Regions from separate parts of the Oryctolagus cuniculus genome. Here region 1 is linked to region 2. The links are chromatin contacts, called in public Micro-C maps. All regions are on one chromosome and are shown on one strand. Each heading gives the region's core, a stretch centred on a gene start, on an enhancer-like site or on the middle of the called end of the contact. The rest is flanking DNA. Distances are from core to core; before and after follow the strand shown.

Region 1 (6,877 bases), core at 2,716-5,215, 410 kb after region 2:
ATTGTTCAATAAAAGGAGATTCTGTATACAAAACAGCAAAGAGGATTAGTGGTTGCACAAGATAACTTCCCAGTGTTACCAATGTTTTATAAAATATGCATTAGTCGATTTGGCTATGTGAATCTGACATCTCCTAGGAGAATGTGTTTCGGATCACTACACAATTTGATTGGAATAGTCATGAGACATACATAGTAGGCATATTATAAAACACGTACTGTAATCTAGAAACCAAGACATAGTGAACATGAGGTCAGAAATGGAAGCCCCTTGGAGAGAAACTGCTGGTGAGGGAGGTGCAGAAAGAAAATAGATGGACTCTGTCCACATGACTGAGTCTCACTCAGGTTCCCGCTGGCAACTAAAGTGGAAAGATCCGATTCTTCTATTACCATTGCCCAATCTCAGGAGCAACGCTGACTTCTATTGAGTTGAATGGGTCAGAGTCTTTACAGGTGGGAGAGTGGGGCTGTTCTTTGGGAAAACCCATACACTTGATTATAGCTCCAAGGTCCATCTGTAACTGCTGATCACCAGCTAGAAGTTCCTTCATTGTAGGCCAGATAGTTGATGGAAAAATCTGATCTGTACCAAAAACAAGATAGTATCCTTAGAATGCACAATCATCCGAGCCAGCACTGTGGCGCAGTGAGTTAAAGCCCTGGCCTGAAGTGCTGGCATCCCACAAGGGTGCCTGTTCTAGTCCCGGCTGCTCCTCTTCTGATCCATCTCTCTACTGTGGCCTGGGAAAGCAGTGGAGGATGGCCCAGGTCTTTGGGTCCCTGCACCTATGTGGGAGACCTGGAAGAAGCTCCTGGCTCCTGGCTTCAGATCAGTGCAGCTCCGGCCATTGCAGCCATTTGGGGAGTGAACCAGCGGATGGAAGACCTCTCTGTCTGTCTCTACCTCTCTCTGTAACTCTGTCTTTCAAATAAATTAATCTTTTTTTTTTTTTTTTAAAGAATGAACAGGCTGGTGCCATGGCTCACTAGGCTAATCCTCCGCCTGCGGCACCAGCACCCTGGGTTCTAGTCCCGGTTGGGGCACCGGATTCTGTCCCGGTTGCTCCTCTTCCAGTCCAGCTCTCTGCTATGGCCCAGGAAGGCAGTGGAGGATGGCCCAAGTGTTTGGGCCCTGCACCTGCATGGGAGACCAGGAAGAAGCACCTGGCTCCTGGCTTCGGATCGGTGCAGCACACTGACTGTAGCGGCTATTTGGGGGGGTGAAACAATGGAAGGAAGACCTTTCTCTCTGTCTCTCTCGCTGTCTAACTCTGCCTGTCAAAAAAATAATAATAAAGAATTAACAGTCATCCATAACCGCTGAATAGGGAAAATATCCTCTAATGTGTTTGTCTAGGAGACAGGTCAACCTGAAATCCTAACAGAAGAGCTGACCCTCCGGACTTCTCCTCCACCTTTTGGGACATGATACCTGGTTGTCACAATCAGATGATGACCCCTCTTGTAGTGATATGGAAGTAGAGAATTATAAGCAGAGTGAACTTAAGGATGGTGAGTCAAAAGGATTGATGGACAAACAGTAGGAAGGGGATGAAGAGCTGGTGATGAGAATGTTGAAAAAGGATAAGTCCACAGCTCTGTGACTTGAGCGTATTAGACACTAATCTGCCACCTTCTAGAATATCCTTCGGGAAACACCACACTGAGCAGAAATAAGGAACGCAGCCTGAGGGAAACCCATGAGTATCCTCTTCTCGTCAAAGTAACTCAAGAACCCAATAAGGCTGGGGCTGGACAGTGGTACCACAGGGAACTTTCTGGAGGAAAGTGTAGTGAGAAATCTGTATTAGCATTCTCCAGAGAAACAGGACCACAGAGAGGAAGAGGGGGGAATGGAGAGTGGGAGAGGGAATTATTACAAGGAATTGGCTCATGGGGCTGGCACTGAGGTGCAGTAGGTTAAAGCTCTGACCTGAAGTGCTGGCATCCCATATGGGTGCTGGTTCGAGTCGCGGCTGCTCCTCTTCTGATCCAGCTCTTTGCTATGGCCTGGGAAAGCAGTAGAAGATGGCCCAAGTTCTTTGGCCCCTGCACCCACGTGGGAGACCCAGAAGAAGCTCCTGGCTCCTGGCTTTGGATCAGCACAGCTCCAGCCGTTGCAGCCATCTGGGGAGTGAACCAGCAGATGGAAGACCTCTCTATCTCTGCCTCTCTCTGTAACTCTGTATTTCAAATAAATAAAATAAATCTTAAAAAAAGAGGAATTGGCTAATGACTTTAGAGGCTAAGAAGACCTAAGAGGTGCGGTTGGTGAGTGGGAGGCCGGGAAGAGTGGATGGTCTGTTTCAGTACAAATCTAAAGACCTGAGAATTGGCAAGGCTGGCAGTGTCAAGTTCAAGTCTGCAATCAGGAAAAAAGGGATATCCCAGCTCAGTTAGGTAGGAGGAGTTCCCTTCTAGTCATGGTCTAGTCAGCCTTTTTTTTTTCTATTCTGGCCTTGAATGCATAACTGAATGATGCAGGCTTACCCTGGGGATGGTAATCCACTTGACTCACTCCATTGATTGAAATGTTACTATTACCCCAAACACCCTGGCAGACATACCCAGAATAATGTTTTGACCAAATGTCTAGGCAGCCCATGGCTCAGGCAAGTTGATACATGAAATAACATATCATACACTTAGCAGCTGAGTGACTAAAGAGTGAAACAAGCTGGATATCTAAGAAGAAACAGAAATAAAGTGGGCTATGACATTCCTATAAGTAGAATATAGCATCATCAAAGTTTCTTGAATTCCAAGATTTAAGGACTGATGTCCTATAACAATAATGCCATCAAGTACCGGTCTGTTTTTAGTAGAGAGAAAATCAGGAAGTAAGAGGCAGGGAGATTACGGGCTGGTGGAGCAATTCTCTGTGTCTGATCATCCAGCAGATTGTCTTCCAGCAAACAATGAAGGCTTCTTTGTTATACTCCTGCTTAATAATTCATTGATTCAGTAAATATTTACTAAGTTCTACACTAGATGTCAGATTGCAGGAATGCAACAATTAACCATGCACATAAAATCCCTGCTCTTATGAAATTCATACTCCAGCAGGAAAGACAGATAACATAGAAATAAACAAGGAAGAGTGGAAGGAGGAGCTAATTGAACAATCTCACAAAGAAGTTACAATGGGAACCTTTTGGGAAATTGCAGAGAGAGGTGCTAGTCTTAGCCAGTGGTTGGTTCAGGAAACAAGAGGCCTCAGCCTGCAGGTGTTGTCACTGCATGCCAAGAGCTGTGAAATTCCACAAGCAGGCTGAATCACTGACCCCTTACTTACACACCCTTCAAATGCTAAAGCAAGCGCATCCATGCCTAATGAGCGGCACATTCCACACCCAAGGCGACAAAGCCTCTGTCTCATTCTGCCTTAACAAATTAGGAGGAATATCATGTAGGGAAAAATGACTACAGACAACCCACTGAGCATCTCCCTGGTGGTTTCAACCCCTCCCACAGTGGGCTCACCAGGACCAAGGCCAGAACGCATACTCTCATCTGTCCAAAGACCAGCCTGGAATAAGCTGGCAGCTCCAGCCTCTTGGAGTGGTTTCCTGCCCAGCTCTTTCATGGTAACCTGACATAGGGGTGGGACAGTCCTGTGTTAACTGCTTCTGTGCTCCCTGCCCCCACCCTGCCACCCCTCCCAGTACTCAGAGACCCTTATTCTACTACCCCGTGCATTCCTGGAGACTTTTGACACAGCCACCACCAACACCCACACCCTAGTGGACATGCTGAGCAGACGAACGCTGATGACAGAGTTTACGTGGCTCAACAAGGGCGGCATACCCTTGAGAGCCTCCTCAGCTTGGGACCTAACATTCCAGATGAAAACATGTGTAGACCTTGTTGGGTAGCCCTGGAACACAGTCTTTAACCCCGGAGCTGGAGCTTGGACCAGGAGATCCTGGAATACACCCAGTGATTGCACAGCCCACAGCGCCACCTCCCAACCAGAGGCGGACGTGCAGCTAGTCACAGCTCTTCCCCAGCCACCCTCGCTAAAATTAGTCCTGCCTGAACTGATCCAGATTGAACAAGACCTAAAAGAAATGACAACAAAATTCCATATGTGATTCAATTCTGGATCTTGGGCTTTGAAAAAATACAACAAAAGCCATGAATTACTGTGTTGGTTGACAGGAATGTGGATGGTAGGTTAAAGTATCCAGTTAATGTAAATTATGAAAATTTACAGAGGATATGTGAGAGACTATCCTTGTGCTTGGGAGGTTTGCAAATGACTCTCAAAAGCCTTGGGAAAACAAATGGGGACGGGAGCTGTAGGAACCCAGCATGTGAGAGCATGAGCAAAGGTTAAAATAAATGGGCAAAATGTTCACAATATGTTAAAGGATAAAGAGCATACAGATGTTCTTTATATACATTATACTTGGAACCTTGTAAGTCTGAAATTACTTTTTAAATAAAAAGTGTTTTAAAAGAGCTGGACTTAACAACTAGATAGCAATTCTGAAAATAGCTCCTCTACTCCTGGACTCCCACCATTCGAGATTCATTTCTGTGGATATGTGTATTTTTCAGACACAGTGAAATATTAGGGAGATTCAGTTGATACCTAGCTAAGGGCAGGCAGGGGAATCACTTGTTGGGGGAGGCAAAGGCATTCATCTTGGAGAGGTAGCCCATGATAACAGAAAATGAACAGTGGGTAGAAAGGAGGAAGGATCCCTCCCAATCTGGTCATGAGCCAGACAGCAGGGTCCTGGTTTTGAGAACATTGGTGGTCTGTGAGCTAACCTTTTCACACATTCCAGAACATTCTCTGAAGGAAGGGTGAGGGTGAGAAACCTACCTATCCTTTCTCCACCAGTCATGCTCAGACGTGTGTACTATGGCTTAGAATCCTCTGTGCTGGGGAACTCTTGGACATAGCTAATGTAATCTACAAAATATCTACCTATATGGATTGGCATCCTGAGAAGGCAGAAGATGATGACCCCAGTACTTGGGTCTTTGCCACCAATGTGGGAGATTCAGATGGAGTTCCTGGCTCCTAGCTTCAGCCTGGTCCAACCTTGGTGGTTGTAGCCATTTGGGGAATGAACCAGTGCATGGAAAAGTCTCAGTCTCCCCCTTTGTTTGACTTTCCAAAAAAAAAAAACCAGGTAAATCTTTAAAAAACTCTATCTACCTGGGTTAGGTTATAATACCGTAAGGCTGATATAGGATGAGGACTTCTCAGAACCCCAGGCATAATGTTTTCTCTTTTTCTGACTATATGAAATTTCCCATTGTCCCAGTGAAGGAAAATACACAGATTCAAAGTTAAGTTCTGATCTACGTTTGTGCTGATCTCCTGCTAGCTGCCCTTCAAGCCGAGTTTCTTTTCTTTATGGAATAGTGCATCCTAGTGGCATTCTTGGAAACTGCAGGTGAATTCAGAAAGCTCTTTGGCGAAACCTCATTTAGCCCATGGCTGCCCTTTGGTCAGGAAAATCAGCTTTCAAAATGCTTCTTCTTCTTTTTTTTTTTTTTTTTTTCAGATGTAACTTATGACCACAACTTTTATAGGAGGAAATGGGTTTGCGTCACGTAGTGTTGTCCTCAAGCCCTGAATTTCCAATGTTTTTGTTACACTACAACAATACAACTTCCACCCTGGAAAACCACAAGCGGAGATTTCAAAACAGATCGAATTTCTATCTCCCCAATGTGATTTCAAGTCCAAGCAGCGCCACCACTCACTCCTGCTTAAATTCCGAAGTCTGTTCTATCTAAACCGACACTTTTGGAATGTACTTATTTAGAATTTCTGCCCCACTCCATGGGAAACAAGCATATTCTGCAAATTCTCAAGAGGCCCCTTTTCCCTGTGCCTTGTAGGCCCCTCACGGCAGCCAGCTCAGGTTTCAAGTAATCACATAGGTTCTGCACCTCCAAAAGTGTTCCTGCAAGGAGAAACACAGCCAGAGGCCTTTGAGCAAATTAGCACAGGCCCTGTGACTGACCCAAATTAGGCCAGTCTGAAATAAATCATGTAGGCATTTCTTAAATGCAACCCCCTGCATGGGTAGCATTTTTTTTTCTAGGCTATTGATTTTCACAGTCATGGTCATAGCTAGTTTGCAAGCGGCTCTGAGTGCACCATGCACTGCCTAAAAAGAACGGGCCGTAGGAATGTGTGGGGGCAAGGATGTTTTGTGGGGGAGAGGGAGGCTGGGAAGAGGATCGTGAGTTCAATTTGGGAGCAATTATCGTGTTCAACGTCCATGCTGTGTTAACCCTGTAAACCATGAAAGCAGGAAGGGCAAGAGAAACTCTGTCTCCGGGGTGTCCAGCAGATGCCTCGCGGCAGGAAAGGCTGGTGTCTCCTTCCAAGGACAGGGAAGCAAGGACTGGACTCGGGAGAAGGGAAGTCGTGCTGCAACATCATATTCTCACCATGATGGAACCGGTGAAAGGTGTTCTCTTTTGAATCTTTGTTTAAGTAAAGATCATTGAAAACTCTCTCTCAGTTTACTGATGCCTTTCAATCCCTTGCCTGGACATCTTGAGAGAAACTGTTAGGCAACCTGCTAGGTGAGTGAGGTGTCTGTCTAGCCCTCCCTCCCCTCTAGCACCTTCCTTCCGCTCCCTGGGCATAGTCAATGTGTAGCACTAGGCTGTGCCCAGACACCCAGGGTCCTCCCCATCTCTTGGCTTAGGTCCGTGAGAAAGACAGACAGACCGACAGAAAGCTCCCATCTGCTATTTGCTCCCCAAATGCCCACAGCAACCAGAGCTGGCTCAGACCGAAGTCAAGAGCGCAGAACTCAATCTGGATCTCCCATGTGGGTGGTAGGGACCCAACGGTGTGAGCTGCCTCCCACGGTGAGCATTAGCAAGAAGCTAAA
Region 2 (7,042 bases), core at 825-3,324:
GGAAGCCTGGGAAAAATAGTGACATAGCCAGCAACTGTACTTTTTTTTTTTTTTTTTTTTGGCACCTATAAAGAGGAAGAAATATCTTTTTCAGTGGTAGAAAGGGGACAATTCTCACCAAATTTAATATTAAAAACACATTCTCCCTCTTGAACACTTCAGGGAAAACTTGTGTTATGATAAACTAGAGCTGTATGGTGTTTAAAGGTTTTAAATCATAAACTTGTTTAACTTGTTTCTTCTGTGTCCCCAGAATCTTATGGAAGAAGAATGAAGTTGCTGACTATGAAGCTACAACATTTTCCATCTTCTATAATAACACTCTATTCCTCGTCTTGGTCATTGTTGCTTCCTTCTTTATTTTGAAGAACTTCAACCCCACAGTGTATCCTTTATGAAGCTGATCATGGTTTTTAGAAGTCTGAAAGCAGTAGTTCCCTGTGGTTTCTACTTGTCTGGGTCTTTTAGTGGAAAGAAATGCTCTCCTGGGAGTCAGTTAAATGAATAGCACTGACTTTAGGCAAGTTCCTAGGCATTTTAAAGAACTTTTGGTTTGATTTAAAATTCTTTTAAGTTCATAGATTATGACTTTATGATATTTAACAAACATTACAAAACCATCCTATACTGCGTGATTGTGTATACCTGCTTATTGAAAACAAGTTCTAAGAACTAAAGCAAACTGGACTTCTTTGATAACTGCTGGCATAAGCTGTGTGCCTGCTGTTATTTTTGGACTTTGGGGTTGGGTGGGTGGCCAGTGTAGTTAAATAGGCACAATTCATAGTACTTAACAGTGTGTCTTTTCAATTGAGCTTTTGGGCAAGACTCAGTTGTCTCTTATTAAAGTAACACCCTTAAAGGAATGCACCCAGAATGTGCAGCCAAACTTGTAACAGTTGGAGATTATGATGTAATAAAATATCAGACACCCCAAATTTGTATCTTCTGTGAACACTGAAAAAGTTTGCTGAAAATGGTCCAGTTTTTAGGCTGGGAATAGCTGTGAACTTTGAGAACCTCCTTGCTTTTACAAGCCGGTTGCAGCAAAGCACTGATTGACAGGGGAGACATATTTTTCCTTTGCTGTTGTGGGGGAAAGGAAAACAAGTCTCTCTTTTTCCATGTTCTTTGATCAGCTCTCGTTGGAAAGGTTAAATGGCATTCAGATGTGTTCTAGGTTTCTGTCTTAAGAGTTTTCTTTTTAAAATTGGAACCCATTTCCTGTGGATGTTTTTCATTCCTTATGGTCTCTTGTCTTGTAAACTGGGTTTGCAGACAATGGATTTGCATGGCAGTGCTTGTACTGAGGGTTGGGAGGAAACTGTGTGTTCCGAGAAATGGTCTTTTTATTTTGTTGACAAATTAATCTCGCATTCGTAATTTCGCCTTAACGTGAAATTCTTACAGGAACTACATTTTGTCCATAAGTGCTTCATCAGGACTCATCGCCCTCCTGTCTACTGGCTCCAAGTAGACCATGTCAGCTTAGCCCCTGGCTTCGTATCTATGGGTGGCCTGTGGTATATGGGAAAGTAGCAGGGTGGTCAGGGTGGGAGACACACAAGATGTTTTCATAGTCTGCAGTTGGAGGGTTTATTTTAAAAACTCTCCAGAATGTAATTCAGTATTTGTTTATTGGCTCTTTTTGACAGTTGTTGAAATTAAATGAATTGAAAGGGATCCTCAGAGTACCAGGACCTTTATTAAAAGGCAAGAAGTGTCTCACAATGTGCTATAATCACAAGAGGGGAAAATAACTTGTTTCCTTGTTCTGTCAGAGGTCACAGTAACCTGGACTAGGCTGTTATTATTTATAATAGTAGCAAGAAGTTAATAACTGGCTCTCTGTGTTCCAAGCACAATATTACAACTTTTTAAAAACCATAAATATCAGAATGAATCCTCTTCCCAGGGGATTGAACAGAAGCTTTGTGTTTACAAGTCTCTGAATTTCAGATTGAAATAACTCAAAATTAAAAACATGGTTTTTCTAAACTTGAGGAAGAAAAACTTGTGGAAAAGCCCCTCCCCCTCCCTTCTTTTAAAGGAGAAAGGCAGCCAAGGTAGTAACCTAAAAATAGTGCTGAGGCATATGAGAGTCCTCCTGTGGGGTTCAGGCGCACACTGCTCAGCTGTACGGCTTTGGCCCTGGGTGGCCAGGGAGGTCAGTTTGACCTGCCATGTTGGTTTGATGTGTTAAGACATTGGGCTCATTGTTTCCCCTGGTCAGGCACTCATGCCACTGGAAGAATGTTGAGAGAGAACCTCCTTTGCTGAATACTGACATGTAAAAGACTAGAGTAAATTTTAGGGCTGGAATTCTATGAACTCCCCAAGGAATTTGCAGTGGTTAAAGTGCTTGTCAGCTTTTTCCATTAGGACTTTCATCACTGACTGTGCACAGGGTGCCCTGGATTGTGAGTGAAATAAATGATCTCAGCCCCTGGGATCCAGCTGAGAGCAGTCTCATGCTGTTTTGTTTTTGTTTTGTTTTACAGATGTTAACTATTTCTTCTGTGTTTCAAGACTTTAAAAAGTTGGGCAAGTTCTTCTTTGATATTATGATGTTGATTTCATATTGCTATTAGCTTTTGACTGTATCTAGTAATTTCCTGCAGACAGTATCTCAAAGGAAATCTATTTCTAATCTTCTTGATGTAAGATGAATGTTATAAATGATATTAGCTGTTTCATTTATGACTTTATAAAAAGGTATCCATCAGGAATTCAGTCGCTGTTTTGCACTGTTGGATATGTTGGTAGCCTGCTTCCTAGAACCTGGAGGACAGGACCAGGAGTACATTTGCTTAGTGACCCAGGTCATTGTCTGCAATTGAGGATTATATTTCATCGTTGTGTCTAGAGGTCTACAGTTCTTTACTGTTCTTGTTTTCTGAGTGCCATCATTGGATGAGCTGGAGGGATTTAACTTTTCTTTACTGTTGATTAAGAAACCAGTCAGTAGTTTGGTGGCCAGGAGTTTGTGTTCCAAATGCATTTGCTGCTTTGTCAGTCTACTTGGTCCCAGATACCTGTTTTAATTGCTGGGAAATGCTTGCCACTAGATGGCAGTGCCTGTATAGAGGGAGACAAACCCATTCCTGGTATGCAGTGTAAATGAGAGAGTGGTGAAACAGGGGTGTCAACCTGATGTTAATGGAATTTCTCTTCAGAAAATGTATAGGTGACTGAATAGAAGAAGCAAAATTTTTTTGTCTTGAAATTTTCCCATGATATTCTTCTCTGGCGTTTTCTTTCTACTTTTAGATAAATGTGCCAAAGCATATAGATTTTCGTTAAAGATTTATTCCTCCGGTACTTACCTCTTGGGCATTGAGAAACCTTTCGTCCAGAACTCTCCCCTCATCTGAAAGAGCTGCCTGGCACAGGTTTGTCATGTGCAGAATCTGATTTAGATAGAAATGTGCTGCAGAATTACTCTAAAAGGGCTCCAGACCCAGCACCAGTAAAGTAAAAGAGTCTGCTGCTATTGGAATTCAAAATGATGGAATTTTTTTATTTTTTAACTCACAAGGTGGAAGCTTAAAATACTAGAAAGGTTTCATTTCCTTACTTTTAGTTTCCTCATTTATGAAGAACTTAATAAAAATCTTGGATTGAAATTTACTGATTGTCTTGTTTGGTATATGGCACCTTGAAAAGGATAATTTGAACCAAGGTTTGAAGACAACTGAAATATGGAGGTTGAATTTATTCTCAAAATTCTTGTGAAAGGTCTTAATATATTTGTTTAAACTGTGATTTTTAAAAATGTTCATTTCTCCTAGAATTTAAGAGAACCCTGTGGATAAGCACAACATCTTTATTATTATTTCATATTGGCCATCACTGTACTTCCCTCCACTTTTGTGATTGTTGATCAGATGTTTGCAAAGAATAACAGACACAGTGCAGTACAGTAAAGAGCAAGTGTCCAGGCTCTGCCAGTTCGTGCCACTGTGCCTTCCTGCCCCCTGGTTGTCTTGTTTCCAGGGAGTGGGCCAGTCCCTGCCGTTTTCTGGAGATCGCTAAGGAAGGGTACATACACATGTAAGTGTGTGGGTGGAGAAAACTTGTTGACAGATACATCTGGTCTGTAAGAGGTTATCTTCCCTACTTGGACTCCCAAGCAGAGAATTGATTTAAGGTTGAGAAGATCTTTTTAGTGGTGGGTTTAGATTTTTAGGGAGATGGTTAGAGACTAACTTCTCATTGGCCCTTGTGAATTTTCATTGCATCTCTTCTCTTTTTCCTCTTCTCTGATTCTTAAATTTAATACCTTTTAATTAAAATATAAAAGTTTATTTCATCTATGTGAAAGAGCCACACAGAGGGAGAGACTGAGAGCTTTCATCTTCTGTTCACTCTCCAGATGCCTGCAACAGGTAAGGCTGGGCTAGGCTGAAGTCAGCAGCTGGGATCAGCTCCTAGGCTCCCACATGGTGGCAGAGGCCCAACCATTGAACCGTCATCTACTGTCTCCCAGGATGCATTGACAGGAAGCTGGATTGGAAGTAGAGGTGCGGGGACTCAAACCTCGAATTCTGACGTGGCCATAGAAAGTGGCAGCTTCACTTGCTGCACCACAACACCTGCCCCACACCTATTCTTAAACTTCTGACAGTTACTTTCACATAAAATTTCAAAGCTTTAAACAGAAATAACAGTGGTCAAGAGAGACTTAAAGTGCAAGAAAGAAAGAAAAAAATCTAATGGTAACTAGCTGTGAGAGTTTGGGCAAGTTCTTTTCATCTGTCCAGGCCTACTTTCCTCCTTGCTCTCAGAGCTGTGACTTTGTAGGTGACATGGGTTTCTTGAAACTCTGACGTCTTCCTCATAGCCTTTGGCATTCTGTTTGTGGTGGAGTGACAGTTCTTAAAGTGGGAAGCCATGCACAGGATTTCTAGTTATCTAGTATATTTACTGTGGCAGATGATTTGTATATTGAAAAAATGGCTATTCCCACAATCCTTGTATTTGGTCTTGAATTGCAAGTTCTTCTAAGTGGATTTGAGAAGCTTTAACCTTAGTGTACAGTGTTCCAAAATCCGATGAGAAAATAGCTGTTCCTGTTCTCCATTAATAAGGGAGAAGAAGGTTAAGATTGTAATTTGTCTTTTTTTTTTTTTTTAAGAATTTACTTAATTGGGGCCGATGTTCTATAGTAGGTAAAACTGCCGCGTGAGACACCAGCATCCCACATAGGTGCCAGTTCATGTCCATGTGGCTCCACTTGCAATCCAGGCCTGGGAAAACAGCAGTAGGAGACCTGGATGGAGTTCCTGGCTCCTGGCTTTGGCTTGGCCTACCTCTGGCTATTAATGGCCATCTGGGGAGTGAACCAGTGGATGGAAAATTGATCTCTCTCTGGCTCACTCTCTGAAATTCAGAGAGAGATAGAAGGAGAGACAGATCTTCATCCACTGGTTCACTCCCTAAGTAGCCACAATGGCCAGGGCTGGGCCAAGCTGAAGCCAGGAGTTTGGAACTCATCTGTGTCCCCTGAAGTGAAGCAGCCAGGATTCGATCCAGTGCTCACATGGGATGCTGGTATCGCAGGCAGCGGTTTAACCTGCTGTGCCACTATGCTGGCCCCTTAAGTTTGCTTTTTGTCGCTCCCCCTCTTCGTGGAGGAACGACACAGGACCCTGCGCTGTTCTTTCGTCTGCTCGGCCCTCCCCGGGTTTGCTGCTGGTTCTTCCCGGGTTGGCTACTGTCCCTTCCACCTCCGTGGAAGGGCGGTTCCCCCTGCCACTTTTCCCCACTTCCGCGGGGGAGCGGCACACCGCCGGCTGGCTCTCTCGGGGGCTGCTCAGGTGTTCCTTCAGATAGATGTTCCTCTTAGATGTTCCTCGTGCATGTTGTCTCTCTCCTCCTTTATAGTCCTCTTCCGCCAATCCCAACTCGGCTGCCCACACGCCGAGTACGCTGCTCTCCTCCAATCAGGAGCAGGATCAGCTCCTGGAGGTCATCACTCAAGTTGGCAAGAGGCAGCTGTGTAGAAGCTGCTTCCTCCTCTCCCAGCGCCATATTGTGGGAGAGCAGATGCATAGAACAAGTCCCAATTCCAGCAACTTAGTCTAGTCCGAGTTGCTCCCCACACTTTTGACCCCTGAATTTCTGTTACTCAGTGCTGCTTAGCTACCTGCATCTAAATAAAAAAAATTTTATTTAGATGACAACTACCCATCTTATGACTATCCAAAATATAAAAAATATATAATATATAAATATGCAATATATATAAGAAACACATATCTCTGCCTTATAATGAAAGATCAGATAAAAGCTATTATGAGATTGCACAAAATGCTTTTATTACTCTAAGCAAGTAAATTGCATTTCCCATTCGACAGTTCCTCAGCTCATTTAGATGTACAGTGAGTGGTTCACTGGGTTGACTACACAATGAACAACTGAAGAAGTCCATTTCCATCAGTCTGCTACCTGTAGGCAAAACCATAAACTCCCCAATAGCATACAGATGGTAGTAACCAAAAAGAAAGTTTGGTGAGAACTCCAGCTAACATTTTAAGGATTAAAACTTAACCATGAAATACACCTCTAGAAATGATGACAGAAAATAGGATTTTAAGATAATTTTTCTTGTAAATTTCAAAGTGATTTCTGTATGGGGAACCTGTTGACCAGATGAATTAGGATTTCATACATAGGCAGATGTCCAAATAGCATTAAAGAACTGCCCTCACTCCTACCTTTCCCTTCTTCCTGAAAAAGAAAACCATGTTTTCTCTTTCACAGATAACCCGCCGCCCCAGTATAGTCTTGTATTTTCTCAAGTGGGATATGTAAGAGTAGCCAGCAGTGGCAGGGCTAGACATACCTCAGATGCCAAGTGCAGCGGGCTGAGCCCTTTTTATCCATGCAGAGAGCTTTCATGCATATGGTGTAATGCATATACTGTGGTTATAGAATTAGGACGTTCTTGAACATTTTGCTTTTCACTGGGCAAGGTAATTCACCCAGCATACTCTGAGAAAAGCCTAAGATTTACTTCCATGATACTGACTTCTCAGTA

Evidence for each region. Hi-C and Micro-C count contacts between places; a contact is called where the count stands out from the background.
Region 1: a Micro-C map of ear pinna shows a contact between it and region 2, with 12 times the contacts expected there. The contact joins two enhancer-like sites. A contact is called at or near these places in 2 of 6 Hi-C or Micro-C datasets (ear pinna and an unstated tissue).

Annotation. Positions count from the first base shown.
Region 1 is chr4:124,764,641-124,771,517 of mOryCun1.1, forward strand. All of the region lies in intron 1 of KCNAB1 (potassium voltage-gated channel subfamily A regulatory beta subunit 1), which reads right to left. Among named protein-coding and RNA genes, the nearest start is that of KCNAB1, 46 kb to the right of the region's middle. Within about 2 kb of position 3,966, at least 3 of the 8 cell types and tissues checked have an H3K27ac peak or open chromatin away from gene starts, as enhancers often do.
Region 2 is chr4:124,352,972-124,360,013 of mOryCun1.1, forward strand. It overlaps SSR3 (signal sequence receptor subunit 3), which reads left to right. Exons shown (of 5, transcript XM_002716322.5): 4 at 254-385; 5 at 1,411-3,630. The coding sequence ends at 1,477. It also overlaps a transcript of KCNAB1 not described here. Among named protein-coding and RNA genes, the nearest start is that of SSR3, 15 kb to the left of the region's middle. Within about 2 kb of position 2,075, at least 1 of the 8 cell types and tissues checked has an H3K27ac peak or open chromatin away from gene starts, as enhancers often do.